Linked DNA regions of Sus scrofa: region 1 is linked to region 2. The links are chromatin contacts, called in public Hi-C maps. All regions are on one chromosome and are shown on one strand. The core of a region is the stretch at or near the end of the contact, and the rest is flanking DNA. Distances in the headings are between cores, read along the strand shown.

Region 1 (4,999 bases), core at 287-2,786, 37 kb before region 2:
AATAACATCCAAGTCACCAAACTGGTGTGAAGATTATAGGCAAAAATAAGTGAAATTGTCAGTCCCGGAAATACAGAAGGTCCTGCCAAAAAACACTTTAAAAATTAGATGGCTGGTGGTCCCAACGTGGCTCAGCTGAACGTAATCTGACTAGTAGCCATGAGCACGCAGGTTCCACCCCTGGCCTTGCTCAGTGGGTTAAGGATCTGGCATTGCCAGGAGCTGTGGTGTAGATCAAAGACAAGGCTTGGAACCCGTGTTGCTGTGGCTATTGTGTAGACAAGTGGCTACAGCTCCAATTCCACCCCTAGCCTGGGAAACTCCATATTCCAAGGCTGCGGCCCTAAAACGACAAAGAAAAAAAACTAGACGGCCAAAACGGGTTTGTGAGTCTGGAACTCTGATAGCTGTCATAAGAATATTTAAGATAAGTGCATTTAATTAGCCAACGCGCATTCAGAATACCAGGGCTTTTAAAGACTAGGATTTACAGAAACCAGCTAGTGACTCTCTGCCCTTAGAGAGTTCAATCTAATACAGGAGACAGAAGCACAGTTTCGGAAGAGGATTCGGAGGAGTAAGCAGCGCAACCTACCCAGCAAACAAGCCATAATTCCAACTAGGGGCCTACTGATACCGTGAAAGTGAGCTTCAATTTCCCCTCATGAGTGAATGTCTCTTTATATGTGTATATGATAATCTGCTTCTTAAAAAGATCTTGGAAAAGCGTCCAAATTCGACTGGTTTTGCCTCAACTAAAACTGGGATTTACAGCCTATCCACGCTACGTGGGCATCGCTAGGGTATCCCCTAGCATCCACTCTGGAACCTACCGCCTCCAGGAGACATGCCCAGAGGTTTCCTCACTCCTGTTTTCAGCTACACCACCTGCGCGAAGCGGAGAATTTCGCCTCAGCTGGTCACAACACCCCCGGCCCAAAGGAGCCAGGACCCTGGAGCCTGTGGCCCGGCCCGGCCCCGTCCCGTCCCGCCCCGCCCCGCCCCGCGCCAGGTGTGGCAGGCCCGGGCGTGGCTCCGGGGAGGCCCGTGTCCTCTCCGCCCCCGCCGGGCCCGGCTGCCGAGGCCCGGCTACACACCCGCGCCGCGCACAGTCGGGCCCGTACCTGCTGGATTTCCAGCTCCGTGTCGGGCTGCTGGCTGCCCAGCAGTTTCATGGGGAAGCTGGTCTGCGGCAGCAGCACCGTGTCCCGATAGCTGCCATTCCTCGAGTTCTGCAGCTGGTTACTGGCCCCGGTGACTGACCGCACCGAAAGCCTCCCCGTCGTCCCTCGCCAGCTCGGCCTACAGGACGGGCGGGGCTGCACCCACAAATTCCGGGCCGCGGCCAGGGCCGCTGCCCCCGGCCCACTCGGGCGCAGCCCCCAACGCATGGTGGGCCAACGCCAGCCGCCAGGCGAGCGCCAGGGCCTTAACTCGGCCCGGGATCTGAGGACCTGGGAGCGCGGAGCACCTGCGCGCGGTTTTGCAGGAGTGCGCACGCGCGCGGGAAGGGGAAGGGGCGGGGAAGGGGCGGGGAGCGCTGCATGGGCGGAGCCACGTCCGGGTCTTAGCGGCAACCTCCCCGGGGCGGGGCTGCCTCTGAGGGGCGGGGCTAGGTGTGGCCCGCCCTTTTGGCTCCTATTTCAGTGACCTTGTCTTTTTTCAAGAATACATTTTATTTAACCCAATAGGACCAAGATATCATCACTTAAACATGTAGTTAATATGAAATCTGTCTGAATCTTCGAAATTTGGTACGTGTTTTTAAGTACAGCACATCTCCTTTTGGACTACTTGCGAAGTGCTCAACTGCTACCGGGGGCTGATGGCTACCTCCTGGGAACACTGCTCCAGCGAATACAGCCAGCCTCCACATAACAAGCTGCTGACTGCAATAGTGCTGTTTCCCCCTGAACCCCGCACTGAGGGTACACTGAGAAATCAGAGCGGAAGGCTACTCTCTGGGGCCCCTGCATAGTTCTCCTCCCGCTTGTTGGGTCTACAGTCAGTTGTTTATCCTTAACCTTATTCATGCCAATTGTACTTGTTATGTAATTATAAGTTAATTAGAAACACAAGTGGATGGTTAAGATGAAAAGTTTTGTTATGCATATATTTTTAACATAATAGAATAAATGGTCTGATTTAACTCAGAGTTATTATGGAAATCAAATAAGATTGTAGATACAACCTTCTCAAACTAAAATTCCATGTAAGGGTAGCCATTTGTCGATGCCCCTTTCTGCTGTTTTTAATAGAAATTGTTTGTTTCGAATTACAGAAATTTGGGAGTTACATGAGAGCACAATGAAAGTTGCTCACTAACTGTTCTCTCCCCCAAAACAACTTTTTTTAGGAAAAACTAAGCTGAAGTTCAAAAGAATCCAGTTAAGGCAAGTCTCTACAAAGCAAAAACGAACTAATGTTCAATTGCGCAAAGGGTAAAGTAGTAGGGAGAACATTGTAAAAAATTGATAAAGATTCTGCTGTTAAGAGTTTTTCTAAGTGTTTAACCTACAAAATGATGCAGATGGTGCCTTATGGCTCTTCATCATCAGCAAAGATAAAGCAAAATTCCAATCTGGGGGCCCAAGCTCTAAGAAAAGGCCTAGACCTTCCCACACTGTTAGTGGGAATGTAAATTGGTGCAGCCACAGTGGAAAAAAGTGTGGAGGTTTCTCAAAAAACTAAAAATAGAACCACCACGTGATCCAGCAATTCCACTCCTGGGGATATATCCCCAAAACACAAAAATACTAATTTGAAAAGATACATGTACTTCAGTTTTCCTAACAGCATTATTTACAATTGCCAAGGTATGTAATCAACCCAAGTGTCCATCAACAGATGAATGGATAAAGAAGACGTGGTACACACACGTAAGCGCTAGCAGCACAAATCAGCGTAAAGTTTTTCTACGGGGAGCCGAGGTGGGGGTGTCCCGACCTCCTGAAGCTAGTCCACGGACTCCCAGAGTTTCGAGGTTGGGTAGCCACCCTCCCCCGCAGGGCGGTATCACTAATCCACCCAACACAAAGTGCACTGGAAGACACCTGCAAGCAGAACAGAATCTTTCAGAGTGGCTACACCTTCAGTATAGATTTCAGGTGACTGGACCCTACGGAAAGCTTGGCGAAAACACGGAGAAGCGGACGTTACCGCGGATCGGGAGTCAGACCTGGGCGTCAATTACGGCGAAGTAGCTGTTTTGCGCCTGCGCCGAACTTCCCGCATGCTCAGTAGCTGAGGTTGGCCGGTCAGCATGCACTGCTGACCTATCCAAGGAGTGTAAGCGCTGAACTGCTCGCAGTGGGGACCTGTGGCTTGATAACACTTTTTTTGGTTATTCCTGAAGTGTCTTTCGTCTGACTTGATCCCAGTCTTGTCACCGTAAGTAATTTTCTCCCCTGAGGGTCAGCGCGGGGCCTTAGGCGGATCTGAGTAGTATATTGGTCTCTTAACTCCACGTCTTTGCACAGAAGTGAAGAGATTGAAGGGGTTTATGTTTTTAAAAATTACGTGAATCAGATCGCCTCTCCGGATATTCCAATTTCGGAGCTGGATTCTTGAGTGTCGGAATCCAGCTTTTGATCGTTTATCTGTATTGTTATTTTCTTGCCCTGGGGTCTTTTTATGGCTATATATTGTTGAAATAAGGCAAACCTGGACAATGGCTTCTTTTAGTGCACCCTGATTTAGAGACCGTCTTATGCCTAAAATTAAATTTCGTTAAATTTGCATGCATTCTTCCTACTGCCTTTTCTGGCTGTAGATTTGCTTAATTTATTTAGTGTCCCTGAAAATGTAATTTCTAGGTCAAAAGATAGGTACATTTGACTTTTAATAAGATTTTTTTAAAGGAGGTTTCCCCATTTTTACATCCTTGTTAATAATGCTCAGGAAGATCTTCCCTCACACTCTAGCCAACACTGGGCAAACTTTCTTACCTAAGTCAGTCTTGAAATGAACAATCATTCCTCATTGATTTAAATTGCGTTTTTGCATTATTAGTGGAATAATGAGCATTTAATGAGTTCAGTAATAATAATGAGCATTTCATGATTTGATGGCCTTTGCTTTTATTTTCCAAGAATTGCCTATTGGTGCCATTTGCTCATTTTTCCATTGGATTATTCATCTTTTGCATGTTGATATTTGTAAGCCCCTTAGGTCACAAAAATTAGCTCATTTGTTTAGTATGTGATACTGGATTTTTTTCTCATTTTGTCAGTCATCTGTTTGCTTTGTTTATGCTATTTTAGCTATGTAGATGTTTTAATTTTTGTGCAGTCATATTTATCAATATATCCTATAATGGATTCTTGGGTTTAGTTATGTTTAAAAGTCCTTTTCCAAATTTATAAAACATTTTCACCCATGTTTTCTATCCATACTGTATGGCTTTTAAAATCGTGTATTGGGGAGTTCCCATCATGGCTCAACGGAAACGAAACTGATTAGTATCCATGAGGACACAGGATTCATCCCTGGCCTTGCTCAGTAGGTTAAGGATCCGGTGTTGCCATGAGCTGTGGTATAGGTCGCAGACATGGATCAGATCTGGCATGGCTGTGGCGTAGGCCAGTGGCTACAGCTCCGATTAGACCCCTAGCCTGGGAACCTCCATGTGCCCTGGCTACGGCCCTAAGAAGACAAAAAAACAAAATTAAATAAAATCATGTATTGATATGGAATATACATTAATATACAGAATGCAAAAAGCCAGCTATAATGGAAAAAATAAAAATCATTATAAAAAAAAGAATGCAAAAGGATTGCAGCTTTTAAAAAAGGATTATCCCCACCAGTTTTTGTGCAATTAACTTTTCTCCATTATTTAAAATATCACATTTAGTATGTTTGATCTGTCTCTGGAATGTATTTAATTCCATTCGTTTGTTTCCCAAATTCTGCCCAGGACTAAACTCTTTTAATTACTATAGCTTTACATCATATTTTGATAATTGTTAAGAGTTCTCTGCTCATTGCTCTTTTTTCA
Region 2 (5,015 bases), core at 112-2,611:
CCTAATATCCCCCAAACCAGCTGGTCAAAGAACAAGACCATATTTTGCATTTGCCTGCAAATGGATGAATAAAACCGATTTTAGTTTGCTAGAGAGTCACTAATAGGCAAAAATGTGTCAAGTTTTGTTCTTTCTTTCCAGACACTTGTGGCAGTGCTTTCCATGAGGACAGCTCTTTAGCTCAGAAGCCAAATAATAAAAAGAAGCATTCAATATTCTTTGCTCTAAGAACAAATACATAGTTGCAAGAACACCTAAATTCTGTAAGATAAAAGATGCAAGTTTTCATTGTTTCATAATTCTTATCTTTCAAAGTATATTTTGTATCCCCATCCCCAACTCCCCCAGCAATCAATGTCTTCGTGTCCTTTCCCTGATACAAATTATGATAAAGTAGGAAGTAACCCCAGTATGTGCCAGGCATTGTGGGGAATCCAAAGACATCTAAGATTAAGGTTTCAGCAAACAAGAATCTGGAGAGCTAGCAGAGTGTACAGAAAAGAACTCCATTTCAACATAGGTATTGGTAGAAAGGCACTTATGGTGTGCATAGCATCACTTGGATAACTTGATAAAATGAGGCTGGCTGTGGAGCCCATTCCTAGAGATTCTAACAGGAAGGTAGGCGCAAGGGGACAGATCCTGTCTGGTGCAGGTGCCTTACCTACTCTGGAGGCTGGCCATGCGTAAGATGTAGCCATCGCTGGGGGTGCGTTGGGCAGGCAGAGAACGCCTCCACAGCGGCTCTAAGCACTCAATCTCATATTTAAGTGGCACTCGTCAGTGAAAACGGAGATGTCTTCGGGCACTTCAGGCAGTGATGAGGTTGAGGTGTGTTTTGTAACCGGCCTTTACCGTAGGCTTGCAGAGCCCTCGCCAGCACACACGCGTCACAAGGTTTAAGAATCAGACGCCCTCTGAAAGGCACGCTTTTAGAGCGAAGACAAATTGGGGCAAGGTTTTTAGCAAAGGCTTTTATAAATCATTCATTTACTTTAACCGTTACTATCAAGTACGAAAAACACTCTTGAAAGTACATTCTTCTTTGGAAAACCATGAGGAAGCATGAGAAAAACGTCCTGCATCCCCAGCGTAACTCGGTCTTGTTTGCTCCCGGGCTTTTTCAGCGTCTGCAGACCGCGCCCAACCACCGTGCGCAATCCGCGTTGTTTCACTGCGGGCTTCGGCGAACGCCCAGCGCGCTGCAGACTCCGCCTGACACCGCACTCTCCTCGCTTTACGAAGTGTCGCAAAACGTCGCCTACTTCAGGGTCTTCGGCCGCCGCGGCGTCGAACGCCACGTTGGCCTTTGTGACCCTGGGGGCCCAGGGGCGGGGGCGGGGCGGCGCGCGGCGATGACGCACTGCGCCGTGCGCCCAGACGGCGGTCGCAGCGCGGGGGAGGGGCGGAGGCTGCGGCAGCGTCAGGCGCGCGCACACGTTGCAGCTTGTCGCTTTGCGAGAGGCTGGGGTGTTTCGGACGGCGGCGTGTGTGCACTGACAGGTGGACCGGCCGACCAGGAGAGATGGCGACGCTCTGTCTGACCGTCAATTCGGGAGACCCTCCGCTGGGTAAGGGGCCGGGGCCACCGACCCGTGTGTGTTGCATCAGCCTTGGGGGGTGCGGGGCGGGAAGGTCGCCGCGCCCCGGTTGGCGCAGTGGCGGTCAGGCCAGGGAGCTCAGGCCTGCCCTCTCCCCCAGGATGGGCCTGGGGTGGGCCCCGCGCCCCTCGCCCTCTGTCCCTAGCAGGTGGATGTGCTCCTGAAGAGTTTTCTCGGGCGTGGATGTGGGCGCGGTGTGGGCCGGGGCAGGGCGACACGAGGCTCAGCTTCGGACCCTCTCTTCCAGAGGGAGGGCTCCCAGCGTCGTCCCCTCTCCCTTTTTGAACTGATTTCCCCTGGAGACCGAGCGTGGACGTAGAACCAACATTGTAAAACCTAAAATCCCCTTCGCACCGCCTCTTTTAGCATTTTTCCCAACTCCATTCATCTTTACCTACTTTCGCAAAAGATTTTCGATCCACTTGACTCAACTTTTCTTTACGTTTCATTGGGCTCAAAAGGGACGAGGCAAACGATCGTAGACACGGTTAAAATTTCAACCGAGGTTGCACTTATTTCTAATTAGAGGTGGCAGGGTAATTGCTGGAACAGTCAAGTGCAGTGCGGGCAGATGGAGGTGCTTGACCACACACATCGCACAGCAAAACGTCGGAAAAGGGCGGACTTGCGGACTTGTCATCTTCTAGTGCACCTTCAATTTGATGTGGTTTTGCTTTTTCAACGTGGCCAAAGTTATTGTGGATAGATAGCTTAGAATTTCTTCTAGTTTTTTTAAAAACTGCTTTGGGAAATTACACAAAAGAATTTAAATCGTTTATTAAGCTCATATTTTTAACGCATTTTTAAATGTAGATAAGCAATTATTTTTCTAATGTTTGAGAGGCCCAGACCTTAGGTACAATTGGCCCTGTAGGGCTACTGAAATTATTCATTACATTCTCATTACAGGGTGTTTTGAATCTCTTGGAACAAAACCCACAATTTAATAGCCATCTTAAATATTTAAAAAAATGATGTTTTAGCATATTGGTTCCAGTAATTATGGGCTAACCTCACCCAAATCAATGAAGTCTAGAAGAAATGGGTTTGATTCTGCAATTAGCACTGGACAATGTGACCTTATGCTTAAGAGCAAAGACATTTGGTTCCTGGAGACAGGAGTTCACTGTGCTTGCCATTTACAAGTTGCAGAACCTTGCAAGTTCCTTGTCTGGCATCTCCCACAGTTCCCTTGTTTAAGAAACAAGGCGTAATGTCTTCCACATATGGTTGGTTGCCAGAGTCAAATGAGACTGTGGTTCAAGTTCCTCACACGTTGTAGATACACAATAAATAGGTGTAGTTTTTAACGAACGTTGCTTAAAATAACCCTAAAGATGATAGATGTCTTTTTCTGAGTGAGTTATTAAGCTGAGAACCATGTTTGCAGTATTCTGGAAAAGGGTCATAAAGAAAGTTGTTGTCATGATGAACTACAGACCAACTAGAGGGTATATATTTCTATTTGCTTCTCTCCCTCTTTTTTTTTTGTTTTTGATTTAATTGTTCCAAATCGTTTAATTCAAATATGTTCTATCTTTAAATAGTCAGTGAAATTAGATGAAATGCTTAGAAAAACAGATTTTATTGCTAGACTCTCCCAGTTTAATATGTATTCACCATTTTTTTTTTTTTTTTTTTTTTTTTTGCTTTTTAGGGCCGCACCCACAGCATATGGAGGTTGCCAGGCTAGGGGTCCAGTCCGAGCTGCAGCTGCCAGCCCACACCACAGCCATAGCAACACAGGATCCGAGCCTCGTGTGCTAGCTACACTGCAGTTCAGGGCAATGCTGGATCCCTAACCCACTGAGCGAGGCCAAAAATCAAACCCGAAACCTCATGATTCCTAGTCGGATTCAGTTTCCACTGTACCATGACGGGAGCTCCTCACCACTTTTTTTAAAGTTAAGATAATTTCATATCTAAATAGGTACAAGAATAGAACAAAGAACATTTTTTTTCTCCAATAGCACTGGAGAGCATGTTGCAGGTAATAATGTTTCAATTCCCCAGAATGCTCCAGTACATCTCTCTCAAGTAAGATAACTCTGTATGCCCTCATAGGACTGTCAAAATCGGGAATACACATTAATATAATTCATCCCTCTAATGGACAGGTCCTGTTTATATTCCTACCTTGATTGTCCCAACGGTACCTCTATAGTGCAAGGATCAAAGTCTAGGATCATATTTGGCACCTGCTGGTTATGTATCTCAATTCCTTTCAATCTGGAATGGTTTTCTTCGTCTTTCGTTGGCTTTCATAGGAAAACCTCTCTGGATATTATAGTCCACTTACTTGAAAAATGACCCCGATCAGATTATTTCTTTTTTTTTTTTTTTTTGCTTTTTAGAGCTGAACCTGCAACATGTCGAGGTTCCCAGGCTAGGGGTCTAATTGGAGCTACAGCTGCTGGCCTACGCCACAGCCACAGCAATGCTGGACCCAAGCCATGTCTGTGACCTACACCACCGCTAACGGCCACACTGGATCCTTGACTCACTGATCCAGGCCAGGGATTGAATCCAAAACCTCACGGTTCCTAGTCAGATTCGTTTCCAATGCACCACGATGGGAACTCCCTGTTTCATGGTTCTTTGTGGCTAGAATCAAGCTGTATGTCTTTGGCAGAAATAGCACAGAAATGATTCATTGTTCTTCATTACAGCCCATTAATTGGACCATGAATTTTTCCCATTACTGATGATTTTACCTTGAGTATTTAAGATGCTGTCTGATGGCTTTTTCTCCACCACAGAGTTTTTTTCCCTTTGGCATTTTGTGAGGAGATGTCTGGGACCACGCACACTCCTCTCCACGTTCTCCCCTGAAACCTTCACCCACGGCTTTCAGTGTCCACTGATTTTTTTTTTTTTTTTGTCTTTTTGTCTTTTTTGTTGTTGTTGTTGTTGTTGTTGTTATTGTTGCTATTTCTTGGGCCGCTCCCGCGGCATATGGAGGTTCCCAGGCTAGGGGTTGAATCGGAGCTGTAGCCACCAGCCTACGCCAGAGCCACAGCAACGCGGGATCCGAGCCGCGTCTGCAACCTACACCATAGCTCACGGCAACGCCGGATCGTTAACCCACTGAGCAAGGGCAGGGATCGAACCCACCTCATGGTTCCTAGTCGGATTCGTTAACCACTGCGCCACGACGGGAACTCCTGATGTTTTTAACATGATGCCGAATGGTGACCTTCAGTTCTGTTCTTCCTTCTGCATGTGTTGGCATTTTTCTGTAAGAAGATCTTTTTCTCATTTAAAAAAATTCGTAGCAGGGAGTTCCCTTCATGGCTCAGTGGTTAACGAATCCAACTAGGAACCACGAGGTGGCGGGTTCGATCCCTGGCCTCACGCAGTGGGTTGAGGATCTGGCATTGCCGTGAGCTGTGGTGTAGGTTGCAGGCGTGGCTC

The links. A called contact is a pair of places that touch in the nucleus more often than the background predicts.
Region 1: a Hi-C map of embryonic fibroblasts shows a contact between it and region 2, with 4 times the contacts expected there. The contact joins the promoter of IARS2 here to the promoter of EPRS in region 2. A contact is called at or near these places in 13 of 47 Hi-C or Micro-C datasets (alveolar macrophages, embryonic fibroblasts, epiblast stem cells and 5 more) and 2 of 2 datasets of contacts at active chromatin or transcription factors (alveolar macrophages and skeletal muscle).

What each region holds. Positions count from the first base shown.
Region 1 is chr10:9,682,178-9,687,176 of Sscrofa11.1, reverse strand. IARS2 (isoleucine--tRNA ligase, mitochondrial) reads right to left here and starts at 1,536. Exons shown (of 23, transcript XM_005656783.3): 1 at 1,125-1,536. The coding sequence starts at 1,391. BPNT1 (3'(2'),5'-bisphosphate nucleotidase 1) reads left to right here and starts at 3,062. Exons shown (of 10, transcript XM_021064317.1): 1 at 3,062-3,390.
Region 2 is chr10:9,644,762-9,649,776 of Sscrofa11.1, reverse strand. It overlaps EPRS (bifunctional glutamate/proline--tRNA ligase), which reads left to right and starts at 1,361. Exons shown (of 32, transcript XM_021064315.1): 1 at 1,361-1,571. The coding sequence starts at 1,526.